Regions from separate parts of the Zea mays genome. Here region 1 is linked to region 2. The links are chromatin contacts, called in public Hi-C maps. All regions are on one chromosome and are shown on one strand. The core of a region is the stretch at or near the end of the contact, and the rest is flanking DNA. Distances in the headings are between cores, read along the strand shown.

Region 1 (4,885 bases), core at 20-2,519, 140 kb after region 2:
ATATTTCGTGAACCAAACAACACCTTACTTTGACACCTCCCAAATCCCACCCCGAGATTGGCAGGGGTGATGCAGCGATTCTCTTTATTATTATTACCTCTCTTTTGTAACTTCTTAGATCTTAGTTCACAGCGCATTCGTTAAGATCTATCTTGGCGAAAAATGACTGATCAATGTTGAAACTAATAGTTGAAGACCTCATCAGTGTATTGATAATTTTGGCACCAACATAACATTAAACTAGAAAATGTGGACTACAAAAATTTATAATTTGTTATCGAGTTCTAAACATTTATATAGGGCAACATATCTCGCATAAAAAACAAGAGTGTTAACATGTTAATGTTACCAACAAATTATGTCTATCGAGCTATTTTACGGTTGTGTGCAATTCCCCTCATTTCATATTATTTTTTTTAAAGAACACTTAGGTATTGACAAACTAGGACACATTCTTCAAGCGGAGTTATACTCAGTCATAGACAGGGATTTAAACCCCGCTCGGGATTCGAAAAACCCGCCATTTTTTCCCGTTCTCGTTGTTTGGCAGAATCAGAATTCGCCAGGATTTTTCGAAAATTCGGTTTGAATTTCAAAAAGTTAAAAAAAGTAAAACTGAATTTCGGCGCTTTTGACCGACTTTCGATGTTTTTAGTCGAAAAAATCGTTTGACCATGTAAAAAATCCTGTTAGTTTTTTCTAACACGAGAAATGTTTTCCGGTCCGAAACAACGAATTTCACCGAAACTGCACCGTATTTCGCCGAAAACACAAAAAATCGTTTTAAAATTTCAAATTCCATCCTGAACGGATTTGGATGAATTTCGGCGAAATTCGCTCCAAATTTCGTTTTGGGTGTCATGCGAGATTTACATTTTCTTCGAAATGGTTAGCCCTGGCCATAGATGATAGATGTGATGGACAAGATTCAATCTTACCATCTTAATCTTTTTTACACCAGATATCTAGATATGTTACCTCAATGTATAAAATGATTTATCTATCCTAACTTAGGCCGATATGTTTTGATTTTAATATATGCTGGTGGAAAAGGTGAGTTCTGTCAATTTTAATTCTAATCTAACTATGAAAAAGAAAAAAGAAACAGCTTATTGGACTGGTGAAGATTTATAATTTCTTCATTCCAATTGGCGACACGACTAGTTCTGCAATTTATTTGATTTGGATGAATTACTTTATAAAAAACAATAAAGAATAATCAAATTCCCTGACGCAGCAGAGAAGAGACTAGAGAGAACTCCACTCAAGAAAAAATTGCACGCAAGGGTCCACGCGGCGAACAGATCGTGCCGTTCCGCGGCGGCGTCGGTGCGGCGCTGGAGCCGAAGTGAAAAGTCGATCGGGATTGGGCCGTTGGGGGTGCGATACCCCTCGCCTCGAATGCGAGCTCCGTAGGTCCGCCCCCCCGGCGGATGGCCGAGCTGGGCCGCCGCCGCCGCCCGCTGGGATGAGGCAGCGTGAGGAGTCGCGCTCGCGGCTTCCCTGCCCCCAGGCCTCCGCTCTGAATATCCCCGACGCGACGGTAACCGAACAAGCCTCAGGTATTCAACCGAGCAGGCTCAACCTCGCCACACTTAATCACCGTCAAAAGTTGTGCTGCATTCCTTTTCCTTTTCTCCTCACTCTCTCAGTGCAAAAGAGGGAGGGAGATGCGGTAAAAGGATGAACTGACCCTGGCATTCTTCTTTCCTCTTTTGCTACTTTCTGGGTTCTGCTGCTTTCCGTGGGCTTTAGGATAAGGGCAACAGAAAAGACTGACAAAGATCTGCAACCGTTCTTTTTATAATTTCATCCATCTCATAAGCTTTTCGTCTGTGTTGATTTGTTTATGCATTCAATAGAAATATAATGTAGCTTTAGAGAAGACCACCGGCCCACCGCCATGCAGAATTTATGTTCTCTATATATGTTACGAATACAGCAACTGGACGCTGCATACGTGAGCTCCCTCTCAGGGAACAGGTAGTCAGGGGACATCATTCTCGCGACACGGGGAACAATACTTGCAAATAAAATTTATCTGGGATTAGAAGAACCTTGGCATCTCTTGCCTTTTTTTCAGAAAGTTGAGTGCCGTTTGGTTGCGACGCGGGCTGAACTTCACCTCCACCAGATCAAGTTGGGCTTCTAATTTGCCCTACTGATCTCCATTCCATGAATCATGAACCAACATGATCTAGTGGAAACAGTATTTGCAACTGATAACAAAGAAACATGAACCCTTGCTTTCTGCACTTCCGCGTCGAATTGATGCCTCCTCAAGTCAGCACCGCCAAAAGCGTCGGCATAACGTTGCTCTAGCGTTTGTAGATGCTGCTGAAGAAGCCAAGTTATAGGGTGTGATAACGATATGAGAGTGTTTTCTTTATCTTCTTTCGGGATTGCCGTGAGAACACCCTGTTGATTTGTCTATGGGTGATTGGTGGGAGGGGACGCTGGTTACTCAGACATTAGACCTATTTCCCCCTTGTTTGTCAATATTTTCATTTGTGATGCAATGCTATGCATTGACATGCAATACATCGACGTCCATCAGCCGTAACAAGTACGAATAATTGCAGTGCAAACTGCAAAGAAATATATACCAGGGCCGATTCAAGCATATTCATTCTAAATTAGACAGTCCATACAAACTTGCAAGTTTGATAAATAGACCCTTTTTAGGAAGTCCGTAAATGCTTTATGCCTTGGTGGGAGCCATATCATTTGATGGCTGTCATACATATTCCCTCCCCAAGAATGCAATATTTAATCAAAGTAACTCAGCTTCTGTAGTATATTCCCCTACTGCTCTTATTTTGTTGCTGAGGAACAGAGTTGTTCATGTTATAAGACTAGTTTGGTTTTTGTCCTGAATAACAACAGCAGGAGAGATGAACAGAAGTACTGATCGAAATTCTGAATAGGATAATGAAAGGAGATATATGCTTTAGCAAATGACTGTACGGATAGCTGACTAGGGTTGAACATGGAACCTCTTGAATTATTGTGCAAAGTGTGATTTGGGAGAATATATGTATATCAGAATAGGTTTTGTGAATGACTAAAGATCATGCACGTATGTGGAGAATTGATTCTCAAAAGGCTATATATATTTAACCCCCAATAATATCATCACTCTGTAGTTATGTCCATCTTCCCCCAGCATATAATCAAACACCTAGCCAACTTTAGTACTGTCTCATAGGGGCAGCTTAGCATCTAGAATGGACGAGCAACACAAATCGTCAATTAAATTAGTCAAAGGGTAAAAGATTTACTGAAGAAAAAGAAGAAGATTCACCGGTCTTCCCTTCTTTTTGTCTTTAAGTAATAACCTTACTATCAAACTGTTAATTTGGTCATCAATTCAACAAATCTTGTCGGTGGTTTTCAATTAGTTACTCATACTTAGCTACTTTGGCTCCTTAGTGAACAATTTATTTTATTCCATTCTTCCACATTAGGGCTTGTTCGGTTAGACCAATCCAGAGGGGGATTGGAGGGGTTTAAATCCCCTCCTAGTCAAAAATTGACTAGGAGGGGATTTAAACCCCTCCAATCCTCCTCTGGATTGGTGTAACCGAACATGGCCTTACAGGGCAAAGGATGGGAAAGATTCCATAACTAAAGCGAAAGCAGATTGCATGAGTTAACAAAATTAGAAAAATGATGGTTTAACAAAGTAATTTTACCTATCCACAAACTTAACCGGATGATTTTCTGTTGTTTTTCAGTGAGCCCCATTGTTTATAAAGCAAACCATCTTCAATTCATAATAACTTAATAAGAGAAACACTAAGGGCCTGTCCGGCTATGATATAGCTATGGCACTGTAGCTCATACTAGTACAGCCGCAGCAGGCTTTCAGCTGAAGCGAACACACTCTAAAGGTTAATGTAACTGAAATTTCTGAAAACATTCTGTCGGCATGTTGTCCTGTACACAACTTCTATTATTTATAGATGAATGAATAATATTATTTATGTTTTGTTGGCCTCTTTTCTTGATTTATTTTCCTCACTTGTTCTTTTAGTTCCTCAAATGATGTGGCACTTTGGTCACAACCGGGAACGTCAGGATTTCCCTTAGCCACATGAAGTGTGCAATGCTGCTAGATATGCACCTCCACCAGTATATATTTGGGAGAAGAATCAAAGTATAAAGAAATATGTTCCCTGATCCTCGCACCTATGTCGCATGGAAATTATTAAAGATATTGTCCATGGATAGCTTTCTCCCCAAAAATATGAAGAAAAGAGGGAAATAATATATACAGAGAGAGAACAAAACATTTCTTTTTTATCAGATCATTTCACCAATGTAAATCGTTACTCTTATGTTATGTGTAGGAATATCCAAGAAGTCAACTTCTGTTATTCTTATTTCCAAGTCCTGAGCAACCTACATATTTGTATGAAAGATGATAAAATTGACAATATTCTTTTGCTTTAACTGGTTGGGTTGCATGCCGTGCAGACCATTCTGCAATATTAGGCACCATTGCATGCAACAATCTTGTCGCTGCCATTGCATGGTCATGTAGTGTTGCCCTGCTTGCTCATTCACAACTGGGCTCAGTTCTAGGCATATTCCCACTTCAAGATTTAGAACTAAGTTATGTTATAATAATGAGCTGTAGGTGCCAATACAGATTTTGTTTGGCAAATTGGCATCATCTAGTTATATGAATTGTTTAACTGCTTTATGTTTTGTCTGATCACCTACAAAATGTTCTCCACAATTAGTCCCTTAGTATATGTCATATTACCGAGGTCAATCACTCCCTCTGTTTCAGAATACTTGGGAAGTTTTACTGTACCAACTTTTGAGTTTTTACAGTATGTTCAATTAACTAAAGAGAGAACAATAGTGATAGTAGATT
Region 2 (5,099 bases), core at 1,751-4,250:
CTGAGCAAAGTCCCAATCCTATGTGACAATGAGAGTGCAATCTGCTTAGCGGATAATCATCCTGTTGAACACAGCCGCACTAAGCACATAGACATCCGACATCACTTCCTGAGGGATCACCAGCAAAAGGGAGATATCGATATTTTTCATATTAGCACCGAGAACCAGCTAGCCGATATCTTCACCAAGCCGTTAGATGAGAAAACATTTTGCAGGTTGCGAAGTGAGCTAAATGTCTTAGATTCGCGTAACTTGGATTGATCTATAGCATACATGTGTTTTATGCCTGTGATCATGCTACTTTAAGCATTTACATTATTCGTTGTATATTTGTGGTGCTCAAGTTGTACAAGACCTCCCCGGACCTCACAAGTCCATATGCAAATGGTGCACATATTTAGGGGGAGATGTGCTACAACTTGACTCTTTGAGACTAACCTGTTTGTTTGAGTATACCTGATGTAGTCTCAAAGGTGCATTGAAAGGGAAAGGTGAACTTGGACGATGAAAAGACTTCCACTGCACTCTGGTATTAATGTACCTACTTTCAAGTTCATACTTGCAATCTCATTGCCTTTTTGCTCTTCATGGACATTTTTGGTGCGGTAATGGGGTTAAAGGGCCAAGAATGATCCCGTTTTGGTGCTTAATGCCAAAGGGGGAGAAATTAAGGTAAAAGCAACTGGATCAGCCAACCACTTGAGAATTTTGAAAATAGTAGAGTTAGAATTTGTGATTTGTCCAAAATACTTTTATTGCAAAAAATTGGTCTCTTATGGGGGAGAATTTTGATTATGAAAAAAGGGGGAGTTTTCGACACTTGAAAATTTTTACTCTTGATATATCTCTCGATTTGCCCAAACAAGTGTGTTTGACTTAGAGATAGGAAAAAGAATTTGATTTGCAAAAACAAACTAAGTGGTGGCAAAGAGTGATCCAAATATGCCAAATCATTAGCGAAAACAATTTGGTCTTCAATTGCGTTGATGTTGCACTTCTTTGGTTGCTTTTGGATGTGTTGACATAAATCACCAAAAAGGGGGAGATTGAAAGGGAAATGTGCCTTTGGGTAATTTCTATAAGTATTTTGGTGATTAGATGCCCAACACATTAATTAAGCACTTATGTGCGAGAAGTGAAAATCAGAGACAAAGGTATGTTTCTAGACTTGGTGAATTGGTTTATGTGCTAACATGGTTATCCAAGTGCTAGAAACAGTGACTAAAGAAGAGAAGAGAAGGGAAAGAGTTGGTTGTGTGCAGCCAACACCAGCTCGGTCTGGCACACCGGACTGTCCAGTGGTGCACCGGACAGTGTCCAGTGCGCCAGGCTGGCCGGGCGGTGAACTGGCCGCTCTCGGGAAAAAGCAGAGGCGTACGACTATAATTCACCGGACTGTCCGGTGAGCCAACGGTTGCCAGCGCCAACGGTCGGCCGCGCAATCCGCAGGCGACGCGTGGCCCGCAGCAACGGTCGGTTGGGCACACCGGACTGTCCGGTGCGCCATCTGACCCCGAGGACCAACGGTCGGATGCGCCAGAAAAGGAAGGAGATCGCACACCGGACAGCTACAGTGACTGTCCGGTGGTGCACCGGACTGTCTGGTGCACCACTCGACAGAAGGCAAGTTTGGCCTTCCAAGTTGGCCTCCAACGGCTCCTAGCTGCCTTGGGGCTATAAAAGAGATCTCTAGGCGCATGGAGGAGAGTACCAAGCTTACAAGAAACATTCTAAGACTCCCAGACTCCGACTCCACGCAATTGATTCTCTGTGTTAGCGATTTGAGCTCCATTTGAGTTGCGAACTCAGTGTGTTGTGCTTTGAGCTCAAGTTGTGACTTGTGTGCGTGGTTGTGCTGCAGATTTGAGTCTTGTGTATGTTGCTCTCCCCAACCTTACTCTGTGCTTTCTTTGTGATCTCAATTGTAAGGGCGAGAGACTCCAAATTGTAGAGATTCCTCGCAAACGGGAAACATACTCTAAAGGAAAAGACCGTGGTATTCAAGTTGATCATCGGATCACTTGAAAGGGGTTGAGTGCAACCCTCGTCCATTGGGACGCCACAACGTGGAAGTAGGCAAGTGTTACTTGGCCGAACCACGGGATAAAAATTGCATGTCTCTTGTGTTGTCTTCTTTGTGATTGTTGTGTTCACAAGAACTCGCCTCAAAGCTACTTAGCCGTACTTTAAACTAAGTTTTGTGGCTATTAGTGTTTGATTTTTACAGGATCACCTATTCATCCTCCCTCTAAGTGCTCTCAAATCCTCTAAACTACAATTTATTTTATCTTTATCATCTATAATTTCGATGAAACATTTTTACATAAAATATGTTAGCACATGCAGTATCAATTAAATACGTGTCTTATTAAAACATTTATGGTAAATTTAACAAAACTAATTTGATGTTGTTGAAGTTTTTTTTCTTATAAACTTAGAGCTAGTTTGGAAACTCTATTTTTCAATAGATTCCTATTTTTTCTAATGAAAACTGAACCAATTTTTCTTAAGAAAATAAAAATCCCTTGTAAAAAATAGGGTTCCTAAAGCAGCCGTTAGCTAAATTAGGGGAAAAGCTACATAGAATAAACATTAATCGGCTCCTCTCTATGCATACTAATTTAGAACCGATAGTTTTTTTGTGAAATAATGATGTACAAATGAACTAATCACTTCTAAAACAAGTAAACAACCACCAATCGCTCTTAGCTGTCTCGCGCTCAAGACACATCGCTTTCCTCGCTTTACCTTCCACCAGTATGGCAGTACGTGCGGTCGAACCAAATTTCGTGTAGAACCATCGGACAGCTAGAACAAGGAAAAGGAGCAGAAAAACAAATGGCTTAATAATGAAATCCGGGCCCACTGGCTCCGCTGCCCTGAACTGACCAAACCATCCCTAGGGGCATTACTGCCATTTCCAGCACCGTATGCTCTACGCATACGTACCCCGTGCGTGTGTATATATTACATCTCCACGCTGTTGCCACTAACGGCTCTGCTCCGTGTCCGCTTTTCAGAAAGACAGAGAGGAAAGGAAGAAAAAACTCGCCCCCCTCTCTCTCTCTCTTGTGTGTGAGGTGGCGAACCCGAGGAGCGGAGGCCACAAGTCCAATCCGCCCGTATCTAATCCGCTGCGACGAGGTGGGGGCGCGGCGGGGCGGTCTTGATCCGGGCTCTTTCCTCGCGGGAGCGCACGGTGAGTTCTCGGCCGGCGATCTGCGTGCTACGAGTTTCCAGGGCGTGGGCCGGCGGGGGCTCGGGTGGTGGATTTCGGACCGCATTACGGTTTCGTGGGTAGATCTGGGCGGTTTCGTGCGGTGTTTTATCGGTGCCCTAATGCAGGGGATTTATTTTTTAAAATCCGTCGTTTTTTTGTGTGTTCAAATTTGCGGAAATTGACGGGGCCAAAATGTGTGGATTTTAGGTGGTGTTGTTGTGCCTGGCCTGAATTGGGCACGAACATTGACGCGGTTCTGGGTGTTGGGTTGCCGTGGATTTGCCGGCGACGCGTTTCTGTTCATAGCCGAAAAATCGGAGCTTTATGATTCGTTTTATTCGGTTGGGAACATGGCCCAACTGGCTTGAGCTGTATCCAGATAGAAGGCTGGTTGGATTTCTCTGGGTTAGTAGGGATTTGTTTGCCGCCCTCCAAAACTTGTCGTGTGGCCGTAGTTGAAATGGTTTGCAATGGATGGGGCAGTGACCGTCCCATCCGAATTGATTCGTATGGGCTCAACTGGATCCGGTGGCCTATGCCCGACTCCTAATTAATTTCAGAAAATTGTTTGCGTCCTCCTAGTTTCTGTATAAAAAACGGAAACGTTCATTGCTTCGTTCTGTAGCTATCACGGTTCTGGAAGCCCCAAAGTGGAAATTTCAACCATCCCATTCACACAATAGCCGTGTTCCTTTCGAGGTCTTATTCACGAGAATGCAATGGAAAACAGGGGAAAACAGTGGCGCTTTGCTGTCTAAATGGTGAATATATACACCTTCTCACAAAAGCTTCTGCTTTATTGTTTATTTGTTCAGGTTGGCATTTCAAGTGCGAGACCTTGGCTTCTTTGAATCCCACAAAGCACGGTTGAGCCATGGCTGGCTCCCTTGCTGCCTCAGCCTTCTTCCCTGGCCCAGGGGCTTCTCCGGCAGCATCCGCCAAAACATCAAAGAACTTGGCTGGTGAATTACCGGATAATTTGAGCGTGCGTGGTATTGTCGCAACGCCTAATGCCCCTTCGGGGAACATGCAAGTCAAGGCTCAAGCACAAGCCCTTCCCAAGGTTAATGGTACCAAGGTTAACCTCAAGAATGCAAGCCCAGACACAGAGGAGGCGATACCCTACATTGCTCCCAAGACATTCTACAACCAACTGCCAGATTGGAGCATGCTTCTTGCGGCTGTCACTACCATCTTTCTTGCAGCAGAGAAGCAGTTGACACTGCTTGACTGGAAGCCGAAGAAACCCGACATGCTTGTTGATACATTTGGTTTTGGTAGGATCATTCAGGATGGGCTGGTTTTTAGGCAAAACTTCTGGATTCGGTCCTATGAGATTGGTGCCGATCGTACGGCTTCTATAGAGACATTAATGAATCATTTACAGGTAACACAATGATACCACGAAACTTAGTTTCTTTACCCTTTTTTTGCTCTATTTACTATTGGTCCATCTTGTTTCACTGTGCCTCACTTTATTTTGAATTTTCAGGAAACAGCTCTTAATCATGTGAAAACAGCTGGCCTTCTTGGAGATGGTTTTGGCGCCACACCAGAGATGAGCAAACGAAACTTGATCTGGGTTGTCAGCAAAATTCAGCTTCTTGTTGAGCAATACCCCTCATGGTACGTTTCTGCAAACCGTAACAACCTTATCCATTTCTCTGAAAACGCCATCCTTCTATTCGCTTTCAATCAAATTTATAACCGTTACTCTTTCAACTCTTAATGGAATTGTCTGTTTTGCCCCTTGGACACGCAGTTTCAAAATTAGGTGTTGCATGTGCTAGAAGTGTTACTGTATGTTAGTAATGAAGCTCAAGGGAAATACCATATAGCTCAATTTTGGTCATTTCACTAATTCCTTAGCATCTTGGAG

Evidence for each region. Hi-C and Micro-C count contacts between places; a contact is called where the count stands out from the background.
Region 1: a contact with region 2 is called in a Hi-C map of leaf, with 6 times the contacts expected there. The contact joins the promoter of LOC100277313 here to the promoter of LOC103638097 in region 2. A contact is called at or near these places in 5 of 25 Hi-C or Micro-C datasets (ear, leaf, root tip and 1 more) and 1 of 3 datasets of contacts at active chromatin or transcription factors (seedling).

What each region holds. Positions count from the first base shown.
Region 1 is chr9:22,591,502-22,596,386 of Zm-B73-REFERENCE-NAM-5.0, forward strand. LOC100277313 reads left to right here and starts at 1,270. Exons shown (of 5, transcript NM_001371745.1): 1 at 1,270-1,562.
Region 2 is chr9:22,446,272-22,451,370 of Zm-B73-REFERENCE-NAM-5.0, forward strand. It overlaps LOC103638097, which reads left to right and starts at 3,001. Exons shown (of 7, transcript NM_001371011.1): 1 at 3,001-3,199; 2 at 4,036-4,607; 3 at 4,713-4,846. The coding sequence starts at 4,095.